Regions from separate parts of the Oryctolagus cuniculus genome. Here region 1 is linked to region 2. The links are chromatin contacts, called in public Hi-C maps. All regions are on one chromosome and are shown on one strand. The core of a region is the stretch at or near the end of the contact, and the rest is flanking DNA. Distances in the headings are between cores, read along the strand shown.

What was found. A called contact is a pair of places that touch in the nucleus more often than the background predicts.
Region 1: a Hi-C map of embryonic fibroblasts shows a contact between it and region 2, with 6 times the contacts expected there. The contact joins the promoter of KHDRBS3 here to the enhancer-like site in region 2. A contact is called at or near these places in 2 of 6 Hi-C or Micro-C datasets (ear pinna and embryonic fibroblasts).

Annotation. Positions count from the first base shown.
Region 1 is chr6:160,980,411-160,986,220 of mOryCun1.1, reverse strand. It overlaps KHDRBS3 (KH RNA binding domain containing, signal transduction associated 3), which reads right to left and starts at 1,785. Exons shown (of 9, transcript XR_007918874.2): 1 at 1,279-1,785.
Region 2 is chr6:160,460,122-160,466,170 of mOryCun1.1, reverse strand. No RefSeq gene overlaps it. Among named protein-coding and RNA genes, the nearest start is that of MIR30D, 100 kb to the right of the region's middle. Within about 2 kb of position 2,545, at least 2 of the 8 cell types and tissues checked have an H3K27ac peak or open chromatin away from gene starts, as enhancers often do.

The sequences.
Region 1 (5,810 bases), core at 536-3,035, 520 kb before region 2:
TACAAAGAAATTTCTCCCACAGATAGGACAGCCTAGCAGGCAACAAAAGATGCATGCAAATCGCAGAGCCGGGAGTGTGAACGGAACCGTAAACTGCTCTGAACAACATGAGCATGAAACTTAGCATTCTTTCTCTCTAATTTAGGCATGCATGCCCACTTCTTTTTCACAAATCCATTTTATTCAAAAATAAGAATAAGCTTGCAATTAAAACGGGGGGGGGGGGGGGTGCTCCGCAAACCTGCTCAACCATTCCAACGTGCGTAAATCTCGGGTTCAGGCAGTCTCCCCACCACCGCCACCAGCCCACCGGAAGAACTGGGTGCGCCGGGCAAACACCGGAGGTCTCTGTGTCAAACACAGCGACCTCAACACACACGGAACATGTCTGCCTCGTCTCTCACTTTCCGACCACGGAAGAGACATGGTCAGCGCTAAGAGCAGCAGCCCGGACTTAACCAAGGAGCTAGACTCGCAGCGATTCACGCCAAAGGTAACCGATCCGACCAGGTTCGTTTCTGCCATTTCGCAGGGAAAAGGCAGGCCGGGGGCCCGAACCCATCGCCCACTGAACGCACAGGAGGGGGCGAGGGCTGCTCCCAAGGAGGGAGGCTGAACCCACCGTCCACGCCAGCGGCTTATCCCGCAGCCAGAGGCTCGCCGTCCGGGTGTGCTGCCTCCAGACACCCCGTCCAGCGGCCGGCTGGGCGCGTGCGAAACGGCAGTGCCCTCCATCCTGCCGGCCGCCCCGGAGGGTCACCCACCCGGCGCAGCCAGGCCGACGGGGGGCCTCCCTCCGGTCCCCTCCCGATGCCCCACGGGCCAGCCCCCGAGCAGGGCAGCCGGCCTGGCCAGGGCTGCTGACCCCGGACCCCGGGCAGGCGGGTCGCGCGGGGCGAGGGGCCTGGGGTCCTCCCCTGGGACCCCCGCGGTCCTCCCCTCTCAGCCCCGAACTTCACCAACAGCCCAAGCACCTGTTCCGTTCCTCGGCTCTGCACCGGGTCCCCTCAGGTTCCTCCATTTCCCTGCGGCTCATCAGACCGACCAAACACCCACCCTAGACCCCGGGGTCCCCCCACGACGAAGCCCCCCGACGCCCGCCGTCCCCACTCACAAGCTACCCCCTGGGCAGCCCCAAGTCCCCAGAGATTCCCTTCAAGTCGCATCCCAGCGTCTCCCCGGGGCCCCTCAGGGGTCTCCGCCAGGCGTCCCGCAGCCCCCCGACCACCGCCCGCCCCAACGGCCGCCGGCCGGCAGTTAACGGCCGGCGCGCCTCACCTTGGTTCACCAGCCGCAGGGCGTGCGTGAAGGAAGGGTCCAGGGAGTCCTTCTCCGCCATCAGCTCCGGCAGATACTTCTCCTCCATGCTCGGCGGCCGTCCGGGGCCCGGGATGCGAACCCGAGGCGCGCGGGCAGCAGCGGCGGCCCCGCAACCCCCGACCCCGCCCGCGGCCCGGACCCCGGGGCCAGACGCCGCGGCGGCGGCGGCCAAGCCGGGCGGGCGGCCGGGCGGCGGCAGCGGCGGCGCCACAGGGGCGGGAACCGGCCGCTCAGCCCCAGTCCCCGGTGGCCGCCGGGTGCCCGGCGCTGGCGGCCGCGGCGTCCGGGACGCGGCTCCCGCGCTCCGGGCGGGCGCCGGTGCGGCCAGGTGGCCCCTCAGGCTGGCCCTGGCGGCGCGCTCGCAGACCCTGAGGCGGTCCGGGGAGAGCCCCGCCAGCCGGCTCCCGCGCCTGGGCAGCTCCCGCGACCGCACGCCGCGCGCCGCCCCGCGCACTCTGAGCCGCCGCCGCCGCCGCCGCCGAGTGTCCAGCGCCGGCCGCCCCGCCCCGCCCCGCCGCGCCGCGCCTGCGCGCTGGGCCCGACCGCCGCGGCGCGCGCCGCCTCGTGGGGCCGCTCCGGGCAGCGCCGGCCGGGTGCGGGCGCGGGGGTGCGGGGACGCCTGGCGCGTGCCGACTCCCTCAGCCAGGCCTGGGTAGGGGTACGGGGGCGGGAGGCCCAGGGCGCCGTTGCAGCCTGGCTGGACGCCCACACCGGGAAACTGAGGCCGGGGGAGGTCCGGAGGCGCGCCCAAGGTCATCACCCCGCGTGCGGTCCCAGGAGTGGGGGACAGGGGTCGATCCGGAAGGGGCGCCCTAGTGGGCCCGGGGCCAAGGCGAGCGGCCGCCTGCTCCTGCCGGCTCCGGGACTCGCCTAACTTAGGCGGCCTTGCTGCCCCCTCGCACTGGCCGCAGAGCCTTCCTTGCTGAGCGCCGGCCTCCCGCGACCCCTGGCGCGAGGCCGGTTACGTAAAGGCTCGCGCCCTTCAGGGCGACTTTGTCTTCTCGGACTCGCGGCGGGGTTGCCATTCTCTGGGCTGAGCCAGGTCCTGGATGAGAGAGCCGCCCGGGGGTGGGGGGTGGCCTCTGGTCGCCGGCGCCTGAGGGGCGTGGACGAAGCGTCCCCCGGGAAGGTCCGGGACTTTTCGCTGCCCAGAGGTCATTCCCAAAGAGAGCTGCGAGTCCGTGCTGGCCTTGGGCGCCCAGGGTCGGGCTGAGCTGGAGTTCTGTGAGGTGTTTCCTGGGGGTAGGGGTCCCCACTGTCTGGTGATTGGGCGGATGTTGGTGGGGGGGACACCAGGAATGTCTGTAGAAGGAATAAGCCCGGGGCACGGCCCATCTTCTGGACAGCGACCCGTGGCCGAATCCACGCGGTTGCCATGCAGATGCAGAAGCCCCAGGCTGCTCTGAACTGGGGCCCCTCACTCCCAAACACCTGCACCGGCACTGTCTCCTGCTCCACCACTCCACCGCCCCGGCCCCGGGGTGGGGCCGAGACTCCCTGACACTCTTGCTCTGTCTCGTCCTGGAAGAGGAAGCAGCCGCGGGAGGAGGTGGGCAGGTGTCTTCTGTCCAGGGAGATGACAGTGGAACCTTTTTTTCCTTAGGGGGTCTCAAGGATTAGGTATTTAGCCCCTGAGGAAGCTCCCTGAACCCAATAATGAAGGCACAGCCCTTCTTTGTTTTGGAGTATTGTCCTCTGCGCTCTGCTGCTCTCTGGGGCACCTGGATCCCGGCTTCCCGCCGGCTCTAGCTCTTGTTCCAAGGGACACATGGCAAACAGAAGCCCCTAGTAGCCCCACTGCTGGACCTGCTGGAGGACACGGGGCATCTCCCAGGAGACTGAGGACAGGGGCTGACACCCCTCCGCTCTGCCCCAGGGTCCTCCCTGCATCCCAGCTCCTCCCTGATGCGCTGTGCCCCTTGGTTAGCTCAGCGCTCTGAGTTTCTGAGCCAGCACCCGTGGAGGGCCTTTGGGGAAATGTTTTCTGCTTTAACAGAGTAGGACAGAGGCACACCTCCAGCTTTTGTTGCTGTTCACAGGACGTAGCTTAGCTTCGGGCGTGTGAGTTGGGGCTTGTCCCAGAGGGGTACAGAGGGTGGCAGCTGAGATCCCAGGGGAGGAGAATGGGCACAGCTACTCAGCTGCCCCCACCCCCTGCTTTGAGCCCCTGATCTTAGACTCTCTGCTTGCTACCAACTGCCTCATCTGCGCTTGTCATCCAGCAACAGTTCAAACCTGGAGTGATCGCTGTGTTTATTAAGTGTTTCCTAAGTGCCAGGCAGCATGCTAGTGGCTTTGCATTGGCTGCACTTCTTTCAGCACCCCGCAGGGAAGACTTCTCACCACTCACAAGTCAGGAGCCCGAGGCTCAGAGCCATTTAATGCTTTACTTAGGGTCCCACAGCTGTGGGTGAGGGCTCCCAGCCCCACCTGTTTCTCTAATGAGTCCAACGTTCTGTCTCTCCTTTCCTGGTCCTGTGGCACACGCCCCTGGCACTCTATCCTGCCCTTCTCTAAGCAGTTGGCAGAATGACCGGCCAGCAGCTGGGGAGGAGGGCTGTGCACCAGGAAGCTGACAGCCAGGGCACTGAATCTTCTGCGGCAGACCTCCCTCCTCCAGTACCTTCCAAGAGGGCAGGTGCCCGGCTTTGTGAGTGCCCAGACCAGGTCCTCCAGGGAGGAGGGAGATGAATGTTTCAGTGAGATGCTCAGGAAATTATCCCACCCTCCAACCTGGCTGAGCCATTGACTGTGGGCTCCTCCCTGCACACTGCCGGTCTTCACAAGGGCACCATCCTGCAGGCGCGAACCTTCAGATCCTACTGAAAATTAGAAAACCAGACCTTGGGGGAGGTGGTGATTTCCTGCACGCAGCTGCAGGCACTGGCCACACCCACGTCCTGGGGCTTCCAGGCTCAGGATCTCCAGAGCATAGCAGTACTCACTGAGCAGATACTGTGTGCAGAGACTGCTCTAAGGACAGGGGCCATCCATGGACAAGACAGACTTCTCCGAGGCCACTTCAGACCAGGACCACGCAGTCTCCTGCACCGTTTGTGTCTTCCCTGGAATGGAGGCCTTAAGTGACACTGAGGAACCCCAGCTGCTGTTTCTCCTCTGGTCCAGTCCACAACTCACCTCTCTGCCCCAGCACCAAGAGGGTCCTTGCGTAGCAGCCCTCACCCAATGCCGTTGGTCTCTCTGGAAGCGCAGCACAGTTGTCAGCAGCTGCAACAGCAACCAGGATGACACTGTCTGAATCCCCACCCGCACCCGCCCCCGCAACAACACACACTGGGAAAGACAGAATCTTTTCTAGCTGGTCCTTATGCACTAACCACAGATAGTCAGCGCTGCAACATCTCCATGTCACCAGAGAATATAGACGAAACATAGGGAGAGTGACTGGGAGGGCATTTCCATGTCTGCACAGCACTGCTGCGCACACTGCAAGCTTCTGGTTCCTTCTGTTCAGGACGATGAGCCCAATCCCAGGTACTCAAGACCTTGCTACGCCATGAGTGGTGAAGACCAAATCTGAATGCCCCCAGGGACAGAGAGACCTGGCTGCAGCCCTGGGCTCTCCTACTTGCCTTCGGTGACCCCGGCCCCAGGGAGAGGAGAACAGCTGCCCGGCACTGACTCACTATCAGGGGCACTTGGCATGGATTCCAGCTTTTTGACTCACCTCTGCCCTGCTGCACTAGCCTTGCATGTGCCCCGGTTCATTCTGATCAGAACACATCAGGTCCTGGTCTTCTGTGGACCCCTTTACCCCACCAGAGCCAGCTGACCTCCTCTGCCCCAGTGCCTTATCCAACCTGACCGTCAAGTCGCAGCAAGCTCTCACGTTCGCTGGTGATCCACTCCTGAAGTGCAGCCCCTGCCAACCCTGCTCCCCAGCTGCCTCAGACACATGAGTTTGTCATGCAAGCCAGGCACCAAAAGATGGCACACCCTTACCTCGAAATCAGCCATTTATGTGTCAGGAGAAATACACCAAGAGTGTTCACTGTGATCCCTAACTCCAGTCAGTTACAGCAGGAATCACATTTTCCAAATGCTTGTGCAACTAGAACCAAAAAGATTTGAGCATCAAGTGGGAACACTTCAAAGTTGGGAGCCTGGGCAAAGCCCATGGTCCAAGATCAGGAGTGCCTTTGCTGAGGACTGACTGGTCTGTCCGTGGCACACTGTTTTATTCAAACAATCTCTGAAAATCTTCTGCAGCCAATGTATAGGAACGTAGTTGGAAGGAAACTCAGAGACCAGGTAGCTCACAAGACGCTAGTTTTTAGAGGTGAGGAAACTGTTGCCCAAAAGTTTAAGCGACCTAAAGATAGTAGCTGGTGAATTGGGCACACACGTGTATCCCTCCCCCCCCCCCCCCCCAAAACACACACATTCCATCCCATCCAAGGCTGAGTGGAATCAATCCTTCCAGCCCAGTCACTCACATACCTGAAGACACCCAGCCTTCGGTCCCTATG
Region 2 (6,049 bases), core at 1,296-3,795:
TTTTTTTTTTTTTTTTTTTTTTTGACAGGCAGAGTGGACAGTGAGAGACAGAGAGAAAAATCTTCCTTTTGCCGTTGGATATTTGCCTTTCAGTTAAATTCCTGGAACGAGCTTTTTAAAAAGAGACTCAGCTGGGTTTTATTATCCAATGCAGATGTATATCAATCATTTTCATTTGTAAGGTGGGTGGATTTTATATATCTGTTTCTAGCTGCTGGGAGAAAAAAAAAATCTGTAACGCTTCAAGATGGGATTTTTAAAACATCTTTATAGAGGGAAAAAAAAGCAAAAGTTTAACCTTCAAGGAAAATAAAAGAGAACATGAGGTCTATACTTGAACACACACAAAACCAAAAAAAAAAAAAAAAGACTGATCCTGAGATTGCAAACGTATGACCTTGACATCAATTGTTCGGACAGTGTAAAAAGAACTTTTATTTACCTGCTCTGACAGAAGGGGCCCCAGTGCAACCTGGGAGTCCTCAGACTCCACCCTCAGCCCAACGCTGCCATGGAGGTTAAAGTCTGAGTAACAGACATCATACTTCATTCATTATTCTCTCTCTTCACCCATTCATCCCCCTGAAAATCTCCAGTGACTGCCATGCACCAGGCACTGTGTTATGCCCTAAGAATATGGAGGGTTTTTTTTTTTTTAAGATTTATGGTTATTTGTTCAAACAGCAGAGTGACAGAGAGAGAAAAACGGACAAAGAGAGAGAGAGAGAGCTTCCATCTTCTGGTTCACTCCCCAGATGGTCACAATGGCCAAAGCTCAGCCAAGTCAAAGCTGGAAACTTCATCTACGTCTCCCACACGAGTGACAGGGGCCAAGTACTTTTTTAGGCACATTGCAGGGAGCTGGATCAGAAGTAGAGCAGCTGGGACTCACACCAGAGCTCCGATATGGGATGCCAGCGACGCAAATGGCAGCTTACCATACCACGTCACAACGCCATTTCCTATAAGGATTACGCACAGGCCCTCTACAGATTCCTGCTTTACAGAGAGACAGACGTGCAGATAATCACAACTATAACATGCTACAGAACATGTTATCTTACATACATGCAATAAGGCCAAGGGAAACATAGCTCCATTTCAAAGAATAACATGTCAACAATGTGATTGTTGGGTTTTGAGGGTGCAATGACCAAGCATGGAATCAAATGAAGCCGACATGGCCTTGACCTGGGAGTTCAGAGAAGGCAGGGGTGAGGAGTGGTCTCTGAGCTGCCACAGTATCTCATCAGGAGACCAGAAAAAGCAGATCTCATGGGGAAAGGATGAATTTTGCTTCGGGGATAATCCAGGTCCTACTGATTGCCCATTCATGTATTTGCTTCCACTGTCTTTAATGACCTCATGACTTTCTGGGTCAAGCCTGGAAAGGTGTAGAACACAGGTGAGGCTGAAGTGCAGAACAGAGAAGAACGTACGGATGCCCATGGCCTCTATGTTTGTGTCCCTCCAAAACTGACGTGTTAAACCTAATTGCCACTGGGGACAGTGTTAAAAGGTGGGGCCTGCAGGAGGTGAGTGAGTCATGAGGGCAGGGACACCCTGACCCGGGTCGGGGACCTTACAAAGAGGCATGGGAGAGCTGTTTGCCTTCTGCTGTGTGAGTTTGCATGGGGGATGCCTTCTGCAAAGCAGAGGGCAAATCTGCTGTCCCTGATCTTGTACGCCCCAGCCTCCAGACGGGTGGGAAATAAATCTCTATTATTTATAAATTATTTGGTCAGAGGCATTTTGTTCCAGCATCCCAAACAGCCTAAGATAAGCATCTTCTGCTCCAACTTTGTCTTTCACAAATCAGCGATCTCAGGCTGGGAAAGGTGAAGAGATTTTCCCCAAATCACAAGGCAGTTGAAGACCGAGAACCCAGATGTCCCTCATCCACAGCTCCACCCGGGGTGTCCTACCCGCTGCTCAGAGCCTGAGGCAGTACACGGACGGCCTCCACACACCCGCTTAGAGCACCTGCTAGCATCCCATTTTACAGAAAACGGAGGTCACGGGGCAGCGAGCGGCTTGCCGAAGGCCACGCAGCAGAGGCTGCAGGCAGAACCAGCACCAGCCAGAACCCCATGCCCTGACTCGGGCTCCCAAGTGCATTCCCTTATGCCGTGCTGCCGCCTAGAGGCAGTCCCGGGAGGGAGGGCCCGAGGCAGGCTTCGCCGGGACGGGACAGCAGGTCCGTGCTGGACACGCGCGCGGGGACAGGGAGGCTGGGAGCCGCCTAGGAGGCGACTTTCATCTGCTTCCCGCCCAGCCAGGGGCGGGCTCGGTGCTGCTCCCGCTGCCGCTCACGCACTGAACACTTCCGGTCCCCCCTGTGAGTTCTATAACCCCAAGTTGCCAAACTGAAATGGGGGCGGGAAATAGGTGCAGCGCGCGCCTCGTTGGAGCCCCTGGGGCGAGGACGCAGCCCGCTGAGACGGTGGGCAGCAACCTGCGGCTTTTCACAAGAGATCTGGGACTCTGGCGCTCAGTCCACGCAGAAACAGGTTCGAGGGAGTAGGGCTGCAGCTAATGATCTGCCGCATCCGTTCATCATTGATCATCGCTGCATGACATTATACACAGTTAAGTCTGTGGGTAGCAACCACCCCGACTGCAGACCAATAGCGCGGCCTAGTGGCCGACAAGGAGACGACAACTTCATCTCCCCATCATCACAGGCTCATAGAATGCACAAAAGACAGATCCTTGTGTTAGATAGGAAATCGAATCCCAGAGAAAGGCTCACTGCTGCCCAAATCTAACAGTGTCAGACATCGCTTCAGACATACATCATTTCTTTGTGTTGGGAACATTCGAAATCCTAAAAGCTATCCTGAAATAGTCAATTCATTGTTAACCATAGTTCTCCTTCTGTGCCATCCAACCTTAGAGGTATGCTTCCTGTCCCTCTGTATCCATTCACCATCTTCTCTCCACCTCTCCTTACCTCAAGCTCTCCCCAGAATCTGGCAACCACTAGTCTATACTTCTTTGAGATCAACTTTCTAGTTTCCTCAAATAAGTGAGAACATGGTGTTGTTTGTCTTTCTGAGACTGACTTGTTTCACAAAACACGATGTCCTCCACGTCCATCCATGTTGCTGCAAATGGAAGAAGTTCACTCGTTTTGCTGAATATGATTCCATTGGCTATATATTTTCCACCTTTTCTTTATCCATTCATCCATTCATGGGCATCCAGGTTGATTCCACAGCTTGGCTATTGTGAATAGTCCTGCAGCAAACGTGTGAATTCAGGTATCCCTTCAACATTTTGTTTCCTTTGTATGCATACTTAACAGGGGGATAGCTGGATCATAGAGCTGATCTATTTCTGGTTTTCTGAGGAATCAGCATACTGTTTTCCATCATGGCTGTACTAATTTACATTCCCACCAACAAGGTGCAAGGCTTCCCCTCCACACCCCCCACTACTGTTTCTTATTTTTTGTCTCATTGCTAACAGCCATATGTTGTAAATCTTGAAGAAAGTGAGCTGCTTTTAGAAAGGTGCCTTGTGGGGTGGGCATTTAGCCTAGTGGCTGAGATACCAGCTAAGATGCTCACAACCCGTGTGAGAGTTCCTGGGTCTGAAACCTGACTCCACTTCTGACTCTGCTTCTTGCTACTACAGACTGTAGGAGGCAGTAGTGATGGCTCAAGTGGTTGAAAGACCTGAATTGAGTTCCTTGGGAGCCAGTGCAGGCATTTGGAGAGCGAACCAGAGGATGGGAGCTCTCTCACTCACTCCCTGAGAAGGCCAAAGACTCGCCTCTGGCTGGGGGGTGAGGGCATGCCTTTAAGAGCAATGAGAGAACATGCAAAGCTTAGGAAGAGCACGCTTGAGGAGTTGGGGGAGCAGGGTTGTCAAAATTAGAGGGGTGGATCACCGATTCAGTGGTACTCTGTGTCCCTACAGGGCCTCAGACCCACAAAGAGGTCATTATGAATGTGGAAAAGAGTGCAGGACTATGGAGGCACAACAGTGCAGCCAAGTGCCGTGGCCCCATAATAGCCCAGTCCAAGTCTCCAGTTCCCTTTTTTTAAGATTTATTTTATTTATTTGAAAGACTGAGTTACAGAGAGAGGTAGAGACAGAGATAGAGAGGTCTTCCATCCGCTGGTTCACTCCCCCAAATGGCTACAATGGCTGGAGCTGAGCCAACTGGGAGATAGGAGCCAGGAGATTCTTCTGGGTCTCTCATGTGGGTACAGGGGCCCAAGGACTCGGGTCATCCTCCACTGCCTTCCCAGGTGCATTAGCAGGGAGCTGGATTGGAAGTGGAGCAGCCAGGACTTCAACCAGCACCCATATGGGATGCCAGCACTGCAGGTGGGAGCTTTAACCTTCTGGGCCACAGCACTGGCCCCTCCAGTTCCTTTTCTACCCAGAATTTATTCTCAGAACAAGTTCTGCATGGACAAATGAGCCTCTGGGGTTTAACAACAGCCAGTCTCTGCCCTGTAGAGCCCATGGTTTCATGCAGGTGGGGGTAGGGGGTGGGCTAGGCATGTAAACAGAGAAATGAATTCGCAGGAGCCAGGGTTGTGCTTCAATGGGTTAAGCTGCCACCTGCGATGCCAGCATCCCATATGGGCTCCAGCTTGTATTTCAGCTGCTGCACTTCTGATCTAGCTCCCTGCTAATGCACCTGGAAAAGCAGGGGAAGATTGCCCAAGTACTTGGGCCCTTGCCACCACCATGGGAGACCAGGATGGAGTTCTAGGCTCCTGGCTTCAGCCTGGCCCAGTCCTTGCCATAAAGGCCATTGGAGGATTAAACCAGTGTAAGGAGGCTCTCTATCTCTCCGTTTCTAACTCTGCCTCTCAAATAAGTAAACATTTAAAGGGAAAAAATGCAATTAATTCTTAGAGTTGGATCTTTACCCCTGCTTTCCCGTAGGGACCCTGCAGCCCAGAAGGGGTTAAGTCCTTGAGGAAAGTCCCAGAGAATGTAGGTAGCAAAGGCAAGTGTCACATCAGAATCTAACCCTCTGTCCTCATGGTCCCTCTGGTGAAGAGAAAAATCACATAAGCAGGTTTGCTTCTTAAATTCAAATTCAGTATTGAGAAAGACAATCAACATCCTCCAGGAACACACACACGAGGAAACCTAATTAGAAGTTGAGACATTGCAAGGGTGAAGAGCCTTTATTCTGCCACGTGTCATTTGGATAATTATAACATCATTCATAGAACATACAAAATTATTAACTTAAAAATAACCCTGTTATAGATTTATTGAATTTCTGGTCCTGCCTGTGTTGCCTCAACAGGGCCAGTCCAAATGATTTCACAGCCTTTCTATGGCCCACGAGCCCAGTATTCCCCACCCCTGCTCCTGGAAACAGCCCCACTTTTCAAATCAGGCCTTGAAGCATGCAGAGGCCAGGGAAGGCGGGGTAGACAATACACAGAATGAGCCTAGGCACAGGGCCACTTGTTCTGGCTGAGGTTTGAGAGTGAAGTGGGTCATGAAGCTATAAAAGCAGACGAAGGCCAGATCTCAGGGCCTGGAGGACTGTTCTGTGAACTTGAGCTTAGCTGAACAATTGGAAGCAACAGCAGTGTTGGAAAGAAGTCACACTTATGCCTTTGCTTAGGAATGTCTCCCTCAGCCAGAGGTATGGTCTAGTAGGTTTAGCCCATGCCTGCTCGCCAGCATCCCACGTGGGCTGGCTGCTCTACTTCCAATCCACCTACCAGCTGATGGCCTGGGAGAGCAGCAAAACATGGCCCAAGTGCTTGGGCCCCTGCACTCATAAAGGAGACCAGAAGAAGCTCCTGGCTCCCATCTTTGGATCGGCCCAGCTCTGGCTGTTGTGGCCATTTGGGGAGTGAACCAGCGGATAGAAGACCTCTCTGTGTGTCTCTTTCTCTGCCTCTCAAACAAAAGGAATGTCTCCCTGAGTATCACAGGACATATGGTTTGAGAGGAGAGAGAGATTGGGGGTGAGAGACACAGTTAGAAGATATCTCCAGGCCTGACCCAGGCAATCAAGAAGAGGAGGAGCATTGCACAGGTTTATTGGAGGGAAAATGCA